2 separate regions of the Mus musculus genome follow, and region 1 is linked to region 2. A link is a contact called in public HiChIP or PLAC-seq data. All regions are on one chromosome and are shown on one strand. The core of a region is the stretch at or near the end of the contact, and the rest is flanking DNA. Distances in the headings are between cores, read along the strand shown.

The links. HiChIP or PLAC-seq counts read pairs in DNA pulled down with a chosen protein or histone mark.
Region 1: an H3K4me3 HiChIP or PLAC-seq map of stem cell-derived neural progenitor cells shows a contact between it and region 2, with 2.7 times the contacts expected there. The contact joins the enhancer-like site here to the promoter of Nt5c1a in region 2. A contact is called at or near these places in 15 of 39 promoter capture datasets (the 3T3-L1 cell line, 3T3-L1-derived adipocytes, the C10 cell line and 11 more), 6 of 15 datasets of contacts at CTCF or cohesin (CD8 T cells, the G1E-ER4 cell line, the NIH/3T3 cell line and 3 more), 159 of 484 Hi-C or Micro-C datasets (8-cell embryo, the AML12 cell line, B cells and 91 more), 25 of 115 datasets of contacts at active chromatin or transcription factors (CD4 single positive thymocytes, Th17 cells, astrocytes and 17 more) and 5 of 9 other capture datasets (adipose tissue, embryonic stem cells, embryonic tail and 2 more).

What each region holds. Positions count from the first base shown.
Region 1 is chr4:123,250,317-123,254,108 of GRCm38.p6, forward strand. No RefSeq gene overlaps it. Among named protein-coding and RNA genes, the nearest start is that of Heyl, 19 kb to the left of the region's middle. Within about 2 kb of position 2,180, at least 13 of the 459 cell types and tissues checked have an H3K27ac peak or open chromatin away from gene starts, as enhancers often do. A contact at or near this core is called in 8-cell embryo, neural progenitor cells, neural stem cells and 4 more, where this site is marked.
Region 2 is chr4:123,198,935-123,203,074 of GRCm38.p6, forward strand. Nt5c1a (5'-nucleotidase, cytosolic IA) reads left to right here and starts at 2,551. Exons shown (of 6, transcript NM_001085502.2): 1 at 2,551-2,749. The coding sequence starts at 2,624.

The DNA of each region.
Region 1 (3,792 bases), core at 930-3,429, 51 kb after region 2:
GGGAGGAGTGAGAGGGAGGAGGGGGAGGGAGGGGGAGGAGTGAGAGGGAGGAGGGGGAGGGAGGGGAGGATTGAGAGGGAGGAGGAGGAGTGGGAGGGGAAGGAGGAGGCGTGGGAGGGGAAGGAGGAGGAGTGGGAGGCTAGAGGAGGAGGGAGGAGGAAGAGATAATTCAGCCTTGCCTATTCTGTGAAAAAACTAGATGCTTTTGTAATAGTAGTGCTCAGGCCCTGGTGACAGTGATTTTGCTAGCTGGGCAGGGCTCAGCCTCTCTTTAGGAGATACAGAGAGACGAACTGGGGTCTTTCCCACTTAGGACATTTCTAGTCAATAAGCAGACGGAAGTGCAGCTTGATGAAGGTGGAAGTATGCTTGCTTGCTTTTAGTGTTTTCTTTGCTTGCTTGCGTTTGTGTTGGTCTGTTGGTTGGTTTTCTTTTACTTACAAGGTATCCACAGAGTCTAAGCTGGCTTTGAACTCTCTATATACCTGAGGATGACCTTGAACTTGGGATCCTCTTGTCTCTAGCTCTCCCTGCTGGAATTGCAGGTGTGTCCCATTAGACCTGGCTTATGACAGTCTAGGGGATCAAACCTAGGACTTCACGTATGCCAAGTGAACCACATCCCTGGAACAAAACTGATGGCTTTCTGAGACGCAGAGCAGAATTAATCTCCACAGGGACATTTCTGTCCCCTGCCCCTCCTCCCAGTCTCCAGCCCATAGCTGAAGATTTGGGTACGTTTTATCTGGCTGCTGTAACTGAATGTAGGTTGACTAAAACTCACCATGCACAATACCTCAAGGGACCCTTTGAAGCCAAGGTCCACAACTACATACAGACATCACTAATCAATTTCACATTCACAGACACTTCCTGACCTTGCCCTCATGGCAGACATCACTAATCAATTTCACATGCTGTTCCTTTCTTATTTCCTTAAGATTTATTTTTAATTTTATTTGGGGGTGTCTTAGTCAGTGTTCTGTTGCTGTGAAGAGACACCATGACCATCGCAACTTTTATAGAAGAGAGCATTTAATTGGGGCTGGCTTACAGTTTCAGGGGTTTAGTCCATTATCACCATGGCGGGCAGCACGGCAGCTCACAGGTAGAGGTGGAGAGGAGCTGAGAGAGCAACATTCAGACAGGCAGGCAGCCGGAAGAGACAGTGAGTGACACTGGGCCTGACTTGAGCATTTGAAACCCCAAAGTCCACCCCTTGTGTCACACTTCCTCCATCAAGAAACTTCCTCCATCAAGAACACAACCCTTAATCCCTGTCAAATAGTGCCACTCCCTCATGACCAAGCATTCAAATCTATGAGCCTATGAGGGGGGAGGGGCATTCTTATTCAAACAACCACAGGGCATGTGTATGTGTATGTGCATGTATGCATGCGTGTGTGTGTGTGCATGTATGTGTGTGGTGTGTGTATATGTGTGCATGTATGTGTGTGCATGTGTGTGTGGTGTGTGTATGTGTATGTGTGCATGTGTGTGTGTGTGTGTGGTGTGTGTATGTGTACGTGTGCATGTGTGTGTGTGTGGTGTGTGTATGTGTGTGTGTGTGCATGTGTGTGTGTGTGTATGTGTGTGTGTGTGTGCATGCATCACATTCATGGGGAGGTCAGGATCAGCTTGCTCCTTCCACCTTGCTTTTCAGGCAGGCTCTCTCTCATTTCTTTTGCTGCTCTGCACTGAGCAGCTTCTAGCTGGTTCTTCCATTTCTGCCTCCCCCCTCCCCCCTTAGGAGCTCTGGCATCACAGTGGGAACCTCACACCCAGCTGTTTACATGAGTTCCTGGAGTTGAACTCATACACTGCACCCACTGAGCCACCTCACCAGCCCACTCTTGTCCCTTCTTAAGACGGCTAAAACCCAGAAGCAAACTTGATCAATCATTGTTGGCATAGGGGAACCATGTGCCTTCTCTGGACTCTCCTAGCCCTGTCAGGCTCTCACTCAAGACTGAGTTCATGGGTAACCAGGTTTGGGGATTTCCAGTTTTGTCCCTGTAGTATGTGAATAACTGGTCCGAAGCACCTGGCCCCGTGCCATGACCAGCAGGGAGATGCGTGGGTGTCATCCATTCTGCCTCAGTCCCTTAGACAGGGGTCTTATTGAGATTCTGTGTGGGGTGCTGTATGGTGGCTTTGGACACAGGCCAGCACTTGAAGTGCTAAAGGAGGAACACAAAAGCCCTAGGCCAAACCCTGGCAACTTCCCTGCATGGTCAGAAGCAAGGCTAGGATTGAGACCTCCTAGCCAGTACCTAGCCTCCCGAGCACAGACGTGGATTCCTACCACCAATAACTCAGAGGCATCTCAGACGACCATGCCCAAAGCCACACGCCAGGTCTCTTCAGATCTGGTTCCTCTGATGCAGTCTTCAGACCTTCAGGGTTTCTGGAAACAGCAACTTGGTCCTTCCGGTTGCTCAAGCATAAAAAGTTCTAGAGTTGGCCCTTGAACAGCCGTTTTTCTGTCTCTGTCTCTCTCTGAGAGAGCGAGGTTTTATATGTATGAGCATTGGCATCCCATGCATGCAGGCATGGCTGGTGACTGCAGAGGCCAGAAGAGTGCACTGGATCCCCAGGCGTTGCAGTTACAAGCACTTGAGCTGCCACATGACTGGCGGGATTCAAACCCAGGTCCTCTCCAAGGGCAACATCTGCCCTTAACTGCTGAGCCATCTCTCTAACCCCTTGAACCTCTTTCTTACAGCCCACAGCCAGTGTGCCAGCAAGCCCTAGTCATTCCGTCTTTGAATTGCTCTGGTGTCCTGTGACACTGGCCTCTGCCATTCCTTGCAGGCAGGTATCCTGTTGTGGGTTCTTTGGACTTTCCTCAGTGCCCGTTCGGTATAGGATTCTCTAACAGCACCCACTTTCGTGTGTGCTCCCTCAAGCCCCAGCATCCTAGCACTCCCAGCTGCCTTCTACGCTCTGGTTTTGGCATACTAAGAATATACCAAGACTATTACTAAAAATATACCAAAGATATTACTAAGAATATACCAAGAATATTATTGCAATATCAAGGCTAGCCTGATCTACATAGGAAGTCCCAGGCCAGAAGGGGCTACATAGGGAGACACTGCCTCAGATAATAATACCAAGAACAACAATAAAATAAAAACCTCAACATTCCTCATTTTTGTCAGTTTTTCTTCTTAGAATCCTTCAGGTGATAGGAAATTTTCCTTTCTTTTCTTTTTTATCTTGTGCTATTCTGGTTTTGGGGGGGGTGGGTGTGTGCAGGGGTGTTCAGTGTTCCTTTGGTTTGGTTTGGTTCGGTTTGGTTTCAGTTTTTCAAGACGAGTTTCTTTGTATGGCTCTGGCTGTCCTGACACTAGCTCTGTAGCCCAGGCTGGCCTTGAACTCACACAAATCCACCTGCTTCTGCCTCCCGAGTACTGGGGTCAAAGGTGTACACCACCATGGCCCCACATATTGTTCTGCTTTTTAATTTTATTTATTTGTTTGTTTGTTTGGTTGGTTGGTTGGTTGGTTGGTTGGTTGGTTGGTTTTTTGAGACAGGGTTTCTCTGTGTAGCCCTGACTGTCCTGGAACTCACTTTTGTAGACCAGGCTGACCTCAAACTCAGAAATCCCCCACCTCTGTCTCCCAAGTGCTGGGATTAAAGGCATGTGCCACCACCGCCCAGGTTCTGCTTTTTTATAAAAGAACATTTTTTAAAAGATTTTATTTATTTGTTTGTTTGTTTGTTTGTTTGTTTATTGTATGTGAGTACTCAGTGCACTATCACTTTCTTCAGACACATCAGAAGAG
Region 2 (4,140 bases), core at 1,301-3,800:
CTGCTCACATTGTCCCCAGTTAAAACCCCAAGGGGTTAGCTGGACATGGTAACACATGCCTTTAATCCCAGCACTCAGGAGGCAGACAGAGGCAGGCGGATTTCTGAGTTCGAGGCCAGCCTGGTCTACAGAGTGAGTTCCAGGACAGCCAGGGCTACACAGAGAAACCCTGTCTCAAAAAACCAAAATCAAAAACAAACAAAAAAAAAAAAAAACCCAAACCAAACAAACAAACAAAAAACCAAGCAAACAAAAAGCAACAAAACAAAGCCAACAAACAACACAAGTTGGGGAGGGGGAAGTTTCCCAGCATCCATATGACTACTCAGAAGGAGTGACCCCGTCATCCTTCTGTCAGGCAGTAAGTCCAGGGACATAGCTGAGCACATGCTGTTCCTTGAAGACTGGGAAGATGGACTTATTATCATAAGTAGCCAAGGAAAGCAGGGGCATCAAGCGAAAGAATGGCTACCAACTTTCTTCTCTGGGACATCCATTGAACGGCAGAAAGAACCCCGTGGGAAACTGAGCTAACTTACATTTCCAGGACCCCAGCCCCGCTGCAGGGAGTAATCACCCCACTTCTCAACCATTCAGCCTTTAAAAAGAGAAAGTCATGGAAATCGGGAGAGAGCCACAATAGCCAGGGCTTACGGAGCTGTGACCAGAGGCAGCACCCTCGGGGCAAGGCTTCACTCACGGGGTCCTCTGTCCGTCCGTTCGTCCCCATATTCTACCTGGTGGTCACCTCAGTTGGCTCACAAAGACTTCTCTGCTCACATCCCTCTGTTTGAGGTGGAGTTTGACCACTCTGCAGGGGCTCATTTAGGTGGACGTCTAACACTTCATAACACCCACTGTCTTGCCTGAGGCTGACACCCAACCCCACATTCTAAAGAAAGGGAAATTTGACTTTCCCAGGTCATCCTTTCAAGCCAGCCACACAGATCCAAATTGCTGGGGATGGATTCCCTTTTATGTAAGCAAATCTCTCTCTCTCTCTCTCTCTCTCTCTCTCTCTCTCTCTCTCTCTCTCTCTCTCATACACACACACACACACCCCAATCCATCCAAATCTGGAAACATCTGAACTTACTTTACCAATCTTATTATTTTTTAACTTCCCCTCTCATTTACCCAAATCTACGCTACTGCTTTTCCAGTGGAGATATCTCTGTTCACTCCAGATAAAGGGTGGTACCCAAAGGCTCGGCTTACTGAGCTGGTGAGTTCACTGGGGTTACTAACATGTGTGTGGGTGAGGGTTATTTACAGGAATCTGAGCAACTCTGGAAACTGCATCACCAAAAAGCCCAGCACGGGTGCTGACTCAGGAAAACTGAAACACTGGAGTTCCCTGTGTGACCTGAGGGCAGCTACACCACCAAAGGTGCCCTTCCTCTCCCAACAGCGGGTAACTTTGATATCTGTATAACTAGGCAGGGACCCCAAATCTTTAGAATTCTCTAGGCTCCCCGAATCTTTTGAGTTTCTTGGGCCTCAGAGCCTCCCAGGAGGGAGTGTTTCGATCAGGAGGAAATAACTACAGTACAAAGTTTACTTGGTTCCTTCTAGACATGGTGGAGGCTGGACAGAGCTCCACTCTGTCCCAGGGGTCTCAGGCAAAGGAACCTCACCACCACCACCACCACCACCACCACCACCACCACCACCACCACCACCACCCGTCAGCTAAACCAATGTTTTTCAGGCATCTCCAATCCATGTCGGAGAGATGGCTCTGCCTTGAGGCAGATAATTCAGAGCTCTGCACCAGCGTGAAAAATACCCTGAAATTCCAAAATGCTAGGCTAAAATCCTTTGGGTTCTAGACTCCATTCCTCCCTTCCTTTCCTCACAACTGTAACCATCTCAAGTTCAGCGCGCGGGACTTGAAAATGCACGCCCCCTGCTGGCCAACAGGGGAGCCGACATGAATCCAGTCCCTTGGAATCACTCTTGACTGTGTCGCCCATTAGGCGAGCATAACATCGCCTTAGATTCAAGAGCCCCTTCGCCTGTGTAAGAACTGTGTCCCACACTTTCCCCTACACGCAATGAGGCTTCCTGTTCATGAACCAGGCTGTCCATCCAACACTTCCCTGGGTCCAAGGATAGACTGGAATGTGGAGAAAGGCGACGGATCACGCAGGGTCCAATGCTGGCATCTGATAGGGGTAGGAGACCTGTTAGTTTGGAGGAGCGCTTACTATTCATTTTCTGGTTTGGGCATTATCGTGTTAGGAGGGGAAAATGTTAGGCTTCCTCCTCTCTCGGTGCCCTTGAACTTCATCCCCGCAACCCCGAAGCCGCAGTACTCCACAAGCCTGGCTCCACTCGGCCTGCTCCAGAAAGCAGACTGCACCTGCTCCCCATTTGCTTCAGACCCGGGTCGGTCGAGGAATCAGAGTTCCCCTAAATGCCAAGAGGGCGGCTCGGACCTGACGGTCCCCCCCACCCCCCACCCCCGGCGGGCGGGGCAGGCTCACTCGCACTCCCTCCCGGCCCTGCCCGCCTGCCTCTCCCACCCGGGACGCGCCTCCCTCCCTCAGCCCGGTGCCGAGAGCTCCGCGTCTCCACTGCTGTCTTCTCCCGCCGGGCCGGATAGAATCCGAGTCGGAGCATGGAACCAGGGCAGCCCCGGGAGGCCCGCGAACCCGGGCCAGGGGCAGAGACCGCCGCGGTACCGCGCTGGGAGGAAGCCAAGACTTTCTATGACAACCTCTCGTCCAAGAAGAAACCCAAATCGGTAAAAGTAGGGCTTGGATTTGGGGGGACACGGGAAGGGCCATTTCTAGGGACGGGTCTCAAGCCCTTTGGAAAGGGCCTCGTGGAACCCCTCCCGAAGGTGACAAGGCTCCTCCGCCCCAGAATGTGCCCAGCAGTTGGCTGGGGCTCCAGTTTATTTTGGGAGCTCTGCTATAGTGGCAGTGCCTCCGCACCCCCTCCCCCCAATCCCGGGCTCAGGTTCTACTCCAGAATACCCCTCCCCCATGCTGTCATCAGGGGCCTATCCCCTCCGGCGCTGGCAACCTGAACGCGCGGACTGCACTTGTTGGCAGAGCTGGTCAGCAACCCGGGAGCAGCGCCCTGGGCTCCGTAACTCCTAACTCGACTCTGGGAACCCGGTTGCTCGCTGGGCTCTCAGGTCTCCTCCATCTGTGCAGTCAGTTCAGCTTCCTGGCCCAAGCCTCGGCGTTTGGGCTCTAACTGAATACCCAGACCCCGGGGGATCAGGTCACTCTCCCTGCATCTTAAAGGAACGATTACTTGCTCTAGGCTCAGGGCTTTGCTCCCAGGCTCTGGAGCTCCCAGCGCTGGGCTTTGCACCTTAGACATTGCTTCTGATCTCAGTGGTGGCATCAACCATTTGCAACTTCACACAGAGGCAAGCATTCCTCTTCCTCTGTTAGGAAAGTTCATGATACCTTAGCGTTGTTCACGCCTCTCCGCCTTAGACCCAGGAACTTGGGCAAGGGATTGAGAATAGAAAGGGACCCAAAGGCGTTACACAAGGACTTCCAGTCCGACCTTAAAGCATTCCACTGCTTCACTACAACGACTTTACCCAGGAGGCTACCCCATCCACAGTCACCTCTAGGCCTTGGCTCATCCTGGTGACAGAGATATTAAGTGTGGTCTGCCTGTCTCAGGAGTTTGGAGTGTGACCACGGAGGCTCTAGAGATGGTGGATTCTCAGGTAAAAGATCCTACATGCTGTGGGAGCACTGGGGGGGAGGGGGTGACTGCCACTGAGAAGGCTTTGGGATAATGACTTTTGAGCTGATCTTAAAGCTTCAGTGGGTGGGATCTCCTGGGAGGGTGGGAGGGGCAGAGGAGTGAGTGAAAAGCAAGAAGCTGTCTTTGAAGCTCAAGAACTTGTTCAGAATTCACACTTAGACATGCAGGATCATTGGGGAAAGTGTTACAAGGACTCAAAAGGCTCCCAGGCAAGGGACCCCTCTGACTGAGTACCTTGTGAAAGGGCCAGAACCTTATTTAACGGGGCTGAGGCTTTCACGCTGGGTTCTGTGGAACCCTGTGTCTCAAGCAGTCTTCAGACCTGTGAATCCTTTCTTTTAGAAAGAGTACTTTAAATATTTGAAAATAAAGCAGCTCTTCCCATGTTCAAGTATTTGG